Regions from separate parts of the Anser cygnoides genome. Here region 1 is linked to region 2. Evidence: chromatin contacts called from public Hi-C data. All regions are on one chromosome and are shown on one strand. Each heading gives the region's core, a stretch centred on a gene start, on an enhancer-like site or on the middle of the called end of the contact. The rest is flanking DNA. Distances are from core to core; before and after follow the strand shown. Region 1 holds the start of LOC106040637 (transmembrane protein 45B-like). Region 2 overlaps PRDM10 (PR/SET domain 10).

Evidence for each region. Hi-C and Micro-C count contacts between places; a contact is called where the count stands out from the background.
Region 1: a contact with region 2 is called in a Hi-C map of liver, with 2.6 times the contacts expected there. The contact joins the promoter of LOC106040637 here to the enhancer-like site in region 2. A contact is called at or near these places in 2 of 7 Hi-C or Micro-C datasets (both in liver).

Annotation. Positions count from the first base shown.
Region 1 is chr21:7,926,017-7,930,385 of Taihu_goose_T2T_genome, forward strand. It overlaps LOC106040637 (transmembrane protein 45B-like), which reads right to left and starts at 2,648. Exons shown (of 6, transcript XM_048063276.2): 1 at 2,542-2,648. LOC125182761 (a long non-coding RNA gene) reads right to left here. Exons shown (of 4, transcript XR_007163275.2): 4 at 2,810-3,721.
Region 2 is chr21:7,807,180-7,812,116 of Taihu_goose_T2T_genome, forward strand. PRDM10 (PR/SET domain 10) reads right to left here. Exons shown (of 23, transcript XM_066981205.1): 4 at 4,304-4,363; 5 at 1,394-1,513; 6 at 163-370. Among named protein-coding and RNA genes, the nearest start is that of PRDM10, 15 kb to the right of the region's middle. Within about 2 kb of position 2,537, at least 1 of the 3 cell types and tissues checked has open chromatin away from gene starts, as enhancers often do. A contact at or near this core is called in liver, where this site is marked.

The DNA of each region.
Region 1 (4,369 bases), core at 1,398-3,897, 120 kb after region 2:
AAGAAATGGTCCAGCAATGAAGTGCCTGGAGAAGCAGCCGTGGCAGTGACATAGCTATACCGCTGCAGACAGAAAAATTGCAAAGATGACGCCCAGGAGATGCCAGGTGTATGGACAAATGGCAGTTCCCCTATCTCGTGTCCCGGCCACCCGCTGTCTGTGCTCTGCCCCGTGCCGTTACCAGCTCGGTCCTGTTTGTCTGTGCAGACCCAGGGGCACTTCTAACGAGAGCAGCACTTCCATTAGCTCCCCTGGGAGCTGGATCCCTAATGCATTAACGTCAGCCTGAAACCCCACTCTGAACCATTTCATCCCATTATCACCAGGTTTTCTTGTATTTCTGCCTCCATCCACACTGGGCAGTGTTGGTGACACTGAGCAATCATATTATTTGTTACTAATACTCCCAAGCCTGGCTGCATCTGCAAAACCAAGAAAGCAACTTTTCTGCCTATAAAAGGTAGTTTGGGGGTTTTGTCTTAGGTTACAAATCATCAGCGGCATTGGAACCTGCTGGGCCCAGTTGCGGGGGAATAGCTGAAGGACCTTCCATTGCTGGAGCTTGTACAGCAGGAGTGGATGGAGGCATGAGATAGACTGAGCACATCCTAACACACAGGCTTGCCATTAGGTTTGCAGTGGGAAAATTAAACCTGGAAGTTCAAAGTGATGAAAGCTTCCAGCGTGGTCTGTGTAATAGACAAAACAGACCTTAATGAAAAGAGACATTGGGGGAGAGAAACCGAAAGGAGAGGAGTTTTTTTTTGCTCCCTGCTGCCACCCTTCCTCTGCTGGCCTTCTGCTGTGCCGCTGTTTGGTTTGGTTGTGCTCGATTTTACCCCACCAGAGCGGCCGTGGTGAGGGACGTGAGCCCAGGACCCCAGAGCAGCGACCGCCCTCCAGCTCAGCCACAGCCCAGCGGAGAAAGCTGAGCAATAAAACAAATTACCCGAAGCCATCTTAATTACACAGGCTCAGAGCAGGCGCTTTGTCATCTTTTGTTTCTCTTTACTACGTGCATTTGCTTATTTGTGGTTTTAAGGAAACAGGGTCTGACTTTAAAAATGATCTCTTTTGGGAAATGCGTGTTACCATCCTAAAAGCCATTTTTCTTGGCCTCTGCGTTAGGGATTAAAGTGCTTTCTGAAGGTAGAGGTTGCCATAGGACTCGCCTTGCCAAGGTCTCGCCTGCTCCGTGATGCACGGTGATGAAATCGCCTTGACTCCGCGAGCCCCTATTACCTCATGGGTACCAGCACACAGCCGTGACCCCAAACCAGCATTGCTGCCACCAGAAACGCCGCCAAGTCCGTATTTTCTGAAGACGAGACAATTGCACGTCCTAAAATTGTCCCAAAGCTGGCGCTTGCTGCCGTCTCTTTAACAACTAATCTGTGGCTGCTCCCTGCTCCTCATCCTCTGTCCTTCCTCCCCTGCCATTTATCGGGGGGAGCCCAGCCCTAACGAGCATCCCTTGCCCAGGGGAAGGAGCCCCCTTGCCTTGCCTGGGCTCCCCAGGGGATATTTTGGGCAGGCCCACCATACGACACAGGCTGAGTGCTGCCTTTGACAACCCTCAAGGAAAAAGCTTTCCCCAAAAAAACTATTGAAGAGACTGTTTCAGTTTCAGCATATTCAAGGCACAGCCAATTAATCACCTTAAACACCCTCACCTCCGCCTGCTGCGCGGTGCCGGCGTGCCTCGGTTTATCGGGTACCTGCGGCTGCCTGGCTTCAAGCTCTGGCACTGCCCTGCTCACACCAAAACGCTGTTAGGTTTGGTGACGTGCTGGTAGGAAGAAGGAAGAAACCTCCTGCAGCGGCGTCCTGCTGAGGGAGGCACCGGCTGTGGAGAAGGGCAGTTCCCGGACTCATTTCCTCCTCACCTGCCCCGTTTTCAGGTACTAAAAGAGACCGTTCAGGGCAGTTCTGCAGGGAGAGGAGGGTGGGGGAAGACTTTCTGCTTCAGCGCACGTAGGGCGATTTCGGTCCAGCTCTTGGACAGGGCCTTTGTGTTTCGTTTGGCTGGGAGCAGAGCGAGCAGCCGGGGAGGGCTTCTCGCAGGCAGCCCAGCGAGGTGCGCGGGGGGCTCGTGGGGACCCCCGGGCTGCCCCTGTCTCACCTCTGCTGCCTTCAGCCCCCTGTATCATGTTCAATTTCCAACTTTCTCCCCAGACAGTGCCGCTGCCACCTCCCACCGCCCGGCAGAGGCAGCAGCAAGTCCCTGCCTCCGCCACCCCACTGCACCCCGTTACACCAGGACACCCCATTGTGCAGAGCCCCCCCCTCCACGTCACTCACCCGAGGGGAGCTGGTCCAGCCTCACCCACCCCAATCCCTCACCTCCCTCCTCATCGCTTTGGTCCAGACACCGAATTTGGGGGTCCCCCACCCCGCCCCACCTGGGAACCCAATCCATGGAGCTTCCCAGCCACCCGACACGAGGCCCCACTCCAAAAAGGAGACGGGGTGTATTTGCCCACCCCATCTCCCACCGCATTTTCCCCCACGAAGCCCCTTCCCGCGGCCGCCCCTCGGTACCTGCCCGGCCGCTCCAGCCGCACCTGTGCCCAGGTGAGCTGCGCTCCGCCCCGCGGCCCTGCCCGTGCCTCGCCCCGCTGGCTCCACGCTCCAGCTGAAATCTTTAACCCCAAATCCCCATTTCTTTACTCAAGTATCAAATATCCTTCTCCAGACCCTCCCCCTGCATCGCTGTCCTTGTGCAGGGTGCATGGGGCATCACCCCCTCCCACCCCATCCCTCCCCCCTCCCCCTTTCACAGCCCCCAAAATGCTGGGACATTGAGGGGGGACCCACCAAACAGCTTCACGGCTTCTGTGTACTTCATTTTCCCTGCGTCCCAGGTTGTGATAGATGCTCCTCCAGGGATCCGCGATCATAACCCATATTTCAACTCCGAACGCAATTTTCTGACCAGACCTCCTATAAAATGTAGTTTATTCTTAATAATACTTTCCACTTTCATCTCCAGCCCTGCAAGTGCTTTACAAATGTTAAATAATTAACCCCCACGACACCCTTGGGAGAGAGGTAAGCATTATTATCGCTATTTGTAACAGAAGCACTGACAGAGCCTTCTGTGCTATAGCCCCGCCAGCCCTTGGTTTAACTCACTTTTATGGAGCAGCTCAGGTACTTACATCACCGGCAGCAAATACACCTGCCGCAGGGAATTTGTAGTGAGAAAGCCGAGTCGTACTGTCCGGGCACATTTTTAAATATATCCACTGCATTTCATAAATGACTTCGCAGTTAGAAGCACTGTCTAGCTATCCCCTGGCACTTTTTTTTTTCTTTTTTCTTTTTCCAAGTGGGGCATTTATTAAAACCAAATCTATTCGCTCACCCCATCTTGTGCTGTTTTTTTAAACAGGCGTCTTCTTGTAAAAATAACGCCCCGTTAATTCATCTTCGCTCCCCTCTTCTAGAGGTGCGTGCTGCTGGAGTCGGGGGAGGAAGAAAGCATCCTGCAGGCATCCTCTCCCCGCTGATTTTATCAGCTTCTCGTCCTGACAGCTGCTGCGGCATTGGGGTTGGATGCCCGAGCTCTGCATGTTCGTTCAGGTGGGCGACTCACATTTTCCATAGAGAAAAGCCAAGCTGCAGGCATTTCTCTGCTCCAGCTACGTAGCTCCTCCATTAATTTTTTTTCATGGATGCCCTAGGAACCTGCTGCCATTTTAACTCCAGTCCTGTGAGCCTGGAATAAATCAGAATAAAATGGGTTAAGGATCAGGACCCTTTTACATCATCTCTGCAGCAGACACATGGGGGTCTTTAGGTTTATCCCCAAAGCCCTGCACCTGAAAGGGAGGCTGAGCAACTAATGAGAGGAAAATGAGTGTGATGTGGAGGGCCTGGAAATGTAACTAATTACTTAGCTGGGGAGGTGCAGTTCTCCTGAGCAAGTTTATGAAACAAACAAACAAAACCAAACAAACAAAAAAAACCACAGGGTGTCCAGAATTGTAAATGAAGCACCAAAAGTGCTGTGCAAAAATTTGCATTGCTCTTCCATTGACAATGAAATTCCAGGTTGCTAGACTGGGTTTATAAATCCCACGGCTCCCCTCATCTCAGAGGGCTCAGTTTAGCTACTCGGGCAGAAACCTGACTCTGAAATTGAAATGTGCCCTTAGCGAATGCTCTGCTGCCTGTTGCTGGTGTTCCTTGTATACCAGGAAATTTGCACTGCAAAATATTTGCAGAACGAAACCATGGTGCCTGTGGGGGGTGGATTTTACTATAAGGAAATAGGAAACCTCTGCGTGCGTATTTATGGTGGCAAACACCATCCCTGAGCAGGTGGCTAGTCTGAATCTGAATGTGTTCAACCTCTTCAACTTCC
Region 2 (4,937 bases), core at 1,287-3,786:
GTGACAACTGAATATGAACATACATTTCCGGATATAAAGGACTTTAGTCATTACTGCAAAAGTCTGAATGGTCTTTGACTCCATTTATTAGAGGGCTGGTGAAAGCAGAAAACAGAAAGGGGAAGGGTGGCTGATACACTACACACTGCTTCACATGCTTACACAGATCATTGGGATCAAAGGGTCGAGGTGGATCTGGATCCCATTCATCCATGTCAGTGTCTTCCCCGTCTTCATCCTCATCATCATCCTCGTCATCTTCCTCTTTCGTTTCCATCCTTCCCATCTGATTCTGCAGAGGTGCTAAAGGGTCAGAACCATCCACCGCCTCCATAGGAGGTAACACCTGGTTGTGCACCGGTAACGATGCCTGAGGACAGAAGTCACAACAAGAAGTCAAAACTGGTTCACAAGGAAAAACACTCTTACAAGGACAAGCAATGAAGGCTCTTGCTAGTCTACCCTTTCTGCTTCCTTTGGTAGCGGGAGGAGGAAGGGAAGCAAAGCTACCTAACAAATGACTGCCGAGGGATGTTTCACACCCCTGCTGCTGACACTCTCACCCAGGACAGCTCTGTCACTGCCTAATTCAACCCTGGCACAAGGGCTGACTTCAAGGGAGAAGAAACCAAAGCGAGAAGTTTCTGGACGGTTCGTGGAAGGTTTCCAGCAATTAAACAAAGTCCAGGCTCTGTGGAAATTATCCAGAGCCTAAAGCTGTATTTTAGCTTCTTTTGTACGAGTTGGAGAGTCCTGTACTTTGGCACATGATCTTTTCTCTCCTATCGTACAATCAAATGAAAACAATCCCCAGAGCACACATGTAAAGATCAATAAGGGAGGAGATAACACCAGGACTAGATATAATCTATGAGACATGGAAGACGTTTAAGGGCATTGTATTCTCTCACTATTTTTAATGAAGATTTTCCTTTGCTTTCTCTACAAAAAAAGTTAAAAACAACTGGTGTGCGTTGCACAGAATATCCATCACCCACAGAGGTTTCTCAGGTGTAGAACAAGAAACACCACACACAGTAAAGCTGTCTTAAGAGACTGGCAAAAAGACCCAGTGGATGCCGGTCCTATGCGACAGCCAAAGCTACACCTTTCTGTTAACTGTGTTTTTCAAAGCTGAGAAGAGTATTTTAAGGTGGTTGCTCAAGACAGAACAATCTGTAGAACAGGTTTCTCTGTATATTAGGTACATGATCTCTCCTAAAAATCCCCACACATTCCACGGTGAGATGATGGAAGACAGCACAAATCTGTGCTACAGCTTTTTTTTGTATCTCCTCCCATATCGCTCAGACACGGTTCACCACCTGAGACAATGGAGCAACGAAATCAGCGTACTTTCACATTGAAAAGAAAAGGGTGCCTGGCGACTTACTCTATCTGCTTGTTGACCCTGCTCCAGAGCCATTTGCTGGGGGGATTCAGCAACGCTGCCAAGCACAGACAGGTTGGTGGGATTCATGCTCTGAGCAGCAGCAGGCAAGAGCACAGTTACCTAAAATTATAGGCACTCATTTTAGCACTGCATCATTTCCATCAGTCACTTATATACGGGCAGTGCCCTGCATGCAAAGCTCCCTGAAGTCCTACGCTAGGTCAAAAACTGCAGCATTTTAATGATGTTGGTAGCAGGGATGACGGATTTGCACAAAGCCTGAAAAGCCAGGGACAAAGAGAAAAGCGTCAAAACTCCATCTAGGCTTTGCAGCTTTTGGGTTTCTTATGTCCCACTCCTGGCTTTAAATTAAGGTGCCATCCAGCCTGGAATTCAAGCTGACTAAAACCAAACGTGATGAGCTCTTTGGCTCTCGGTAAAACCACTGAGTCAAGTCTTTGTTTTCCTTTTCCATCTCCATCTTATTTTTCCAGAGAAAAGGAAAAAGGAAGAAAGTAAATCTGAAGAAGCATCTTCTCCTGATTTTGCCTGTATTTCTTCTTCTCAAGCAAACCAAGACCCATTATTAAACAAAATGGTGCACAGACCTTGTTGGAAGTTCAAGCACTCCAAAGTGAGAGGATTCCAACAATTATTTATTACATTATTCGGTCAAACCATACTTTTTGAGTTGTTTTTGCACTCATTTATATATGTAGTAAGAAATTCTTGCATACTACTCACATACTGCTCCCATCCAGTGATAAAAAACAAATCAGAATTAAGATCCTAAGAATCACCTCCCCTGTCTTTTGTGTCTTGCTTATCTATACAGCCACTTGCACGGTTATCCTGCATGATTTTTCATCCTTCTCTACAGCTGACATTACGTGGCTACTAGTTTGTGTCTCTGACTTTTAAACAGCTTTTACACGAAAATTGAAGGTCCTGTCCCTCTACAGAGTGTTTAATAAATATCGATAACTGAGAACGGTGAAGTATGCCAACAGTAAAGGAACAGACAAGAAAATCCATAACATAAGCAGACAGTTTTAGAACTTAAATCTAGTTGCTAAAGATATATTAAAAGTAATTTATGAAACTGCTCAAAAATCTACAGAAAAAAAAAAAAAGACTTCAGGGAAGCATGTGAAAGTGAACAGGAAACCTCCAGGACAACGGCTGACCCTGACTGTCTGCTATTGACATTTTTGATGCCAAGTGGCAACAGAAAAGTCATCATTACTCAATAGCACACCTCCAGGTCTGCCAGCAATGAGAAGTTCATACAAGCTTATGTCTATTTGTACCATATATTAGCATTTCTTTCTACTAATCACCCTTCAAACATCTCTACTTTCATTTCCATGTCACTTCCAGACACTGCAAGCAATATAAGCATACAAAAAAGCACCAAAAAAACCCACCACCTTTCCCTTTCTTTTTAAAGTAAATTTTTTTCAGAGACAAGAGGGGCTTTAATTACTATTTTAAGCTTTGTCATTAGTTCAGGGATGTCCTGCATGAAATGCTGATGTAAAAACACCTGCAAAGGCAGTAACTGCCACGAGACCACGCTGCTGGGGCTGCTGTCATGGGGTTGGAAGGGAAGACAGGCTGAGGACACACGGACAAGTATTTATGCCCTTGATACTCAACACATTACAGCAACAGCTCATATCCTCTGCTGTCAGAATGCCATTTACACTGCACGTAAGTATTCTGTCCTTCCAATTTGATCATATATTTACTGATAAAGCTTGTTGAATAAGCTTTGAGACAATCAGATAGCATTTTTTGGCTTCCTTATAAGAGGAGAATGATGTGGTAAAAAAATCCAAAACAACACCTTCAAATATGTTGAGAGAACAGGAAGAAAACAGCTAACACCTTTATTGAGTCATTCAGTTTCCTGCTTGTGCCTCAGTTTAGGCCGCTTCCTTTTCGCAAGAAGAAACTTGATTTTCAATGCACATTCAACCCTTTACTCTGCCCCAAGACTGCCAATAAGTACACATTTTAATGATAGCATTAGTAATATGGTAATGATTCAGACCTAACACTTTGATTCACACATGCCATTAAAAAGTCAACAAGCAGTAATGATTTTAAGTCTCTATGAAAAGAGTAGAATTTGAACTCGAAATCTAGAACTGCAAATACCTACACCTGACCAACACAATGCAGTCTCCAAAGATAATAGTAAAAAATAACAACAAAACTCTCATACCCATACTGAATGAAAAAAAAAAGTCATCAAAACCTTTGTATCATCAAAACTTTATAAGCAAAGCCTCCAGTTTTGTTCTGCTCCCAGTCCACTTCATACTGGCATACACATCAGACAGAACGCCTGGGATGCCCTGGTAAGATAAGGGAACCAGTAATTGAATTTCTTCAGGTTTCATGGTTATTTTCCTGTGAAGTTTCTGGTAGATCTGAAACTTGAATCAAGACCAACTTCTATCCCTTGAAAGCCTTTAATGAACATTTAGGCTTTTGGATCAGAATCTGCATGAGGACAACCACAAACACAGTCTTCCCAGAATGACATTAAAATAAAGTCAGCTGCATCAGTCTGTCGACTTATTTAAAGCAACACTGTTGAAAGTTTTTTCATGATATCTGTGGCAGTAAATTTGTAGTTTTGCTGAACAAGAATTAAAAATTAAATTCAAATTCTCTTATCTTTTCATTGACATTCATGCACAAAGAAGTCAAGATAATAGCAGCTTGTTAACATGCACTTCTTGCTCATGATCACTCAGACGACTGTCAATGGCTGAAGACTGCCGTTCGACAAATCCAGAGAGAGAGCTCATTATGCTCTATCACCACAACAATGTCCCTGTACCTTCTGTACCAGTTTCCTTACAGTTCCAGGGCCAGAGAAAATGATGTCTTTCTTACCTGCTGTGTAGTGGCATCCTGTTGGACGTAAGCCACTTGGGACGGATCTGTAAACAGAGTCTAGACAAAGTGAAAAAGGCTTATCAAATTGGCCTCGGGGTTGTTTACTCCCACCTCACACAAATATCACCCTGACACCAAGAAATGATCCATGTAAGAATAACTCCTTTGCTAGATTTTAACACAGCAGATGAATTAATCTTAACCATGTGAATCTACACGCACAGAAGTTAAACTGAAATTGGGTACTGCTCCTGAAAAACAGTATCACATTTATGTTGCACTTCTCATCTATATATCCAAAATGCTTCATGTGATTTATTTTAAAACACAGAAATCACTTTGTGAATTGATGATTCGATAAATTCTACAGGATGAAATGCTGTGTGAAAGCTAAATAATACTGAGGGCAGGACAGAAGATAACTCTTAACTTTATCTTTCCGCAATCACAACAGAGCTCTTCAAAAGAGAGCACGCAGATATCAGGCACATCCTCCATGTGAATTTGCTATGGCTAGGGTGTTGGGTTTTATTTCATAAAAGACATGGCAACACCAATATTCCTATGGTAGTCTGCAAGAACAGCCCTGGTGGGAGAGCTTCCATCTAGGAAGAGCAAAACTTGGAGGAAA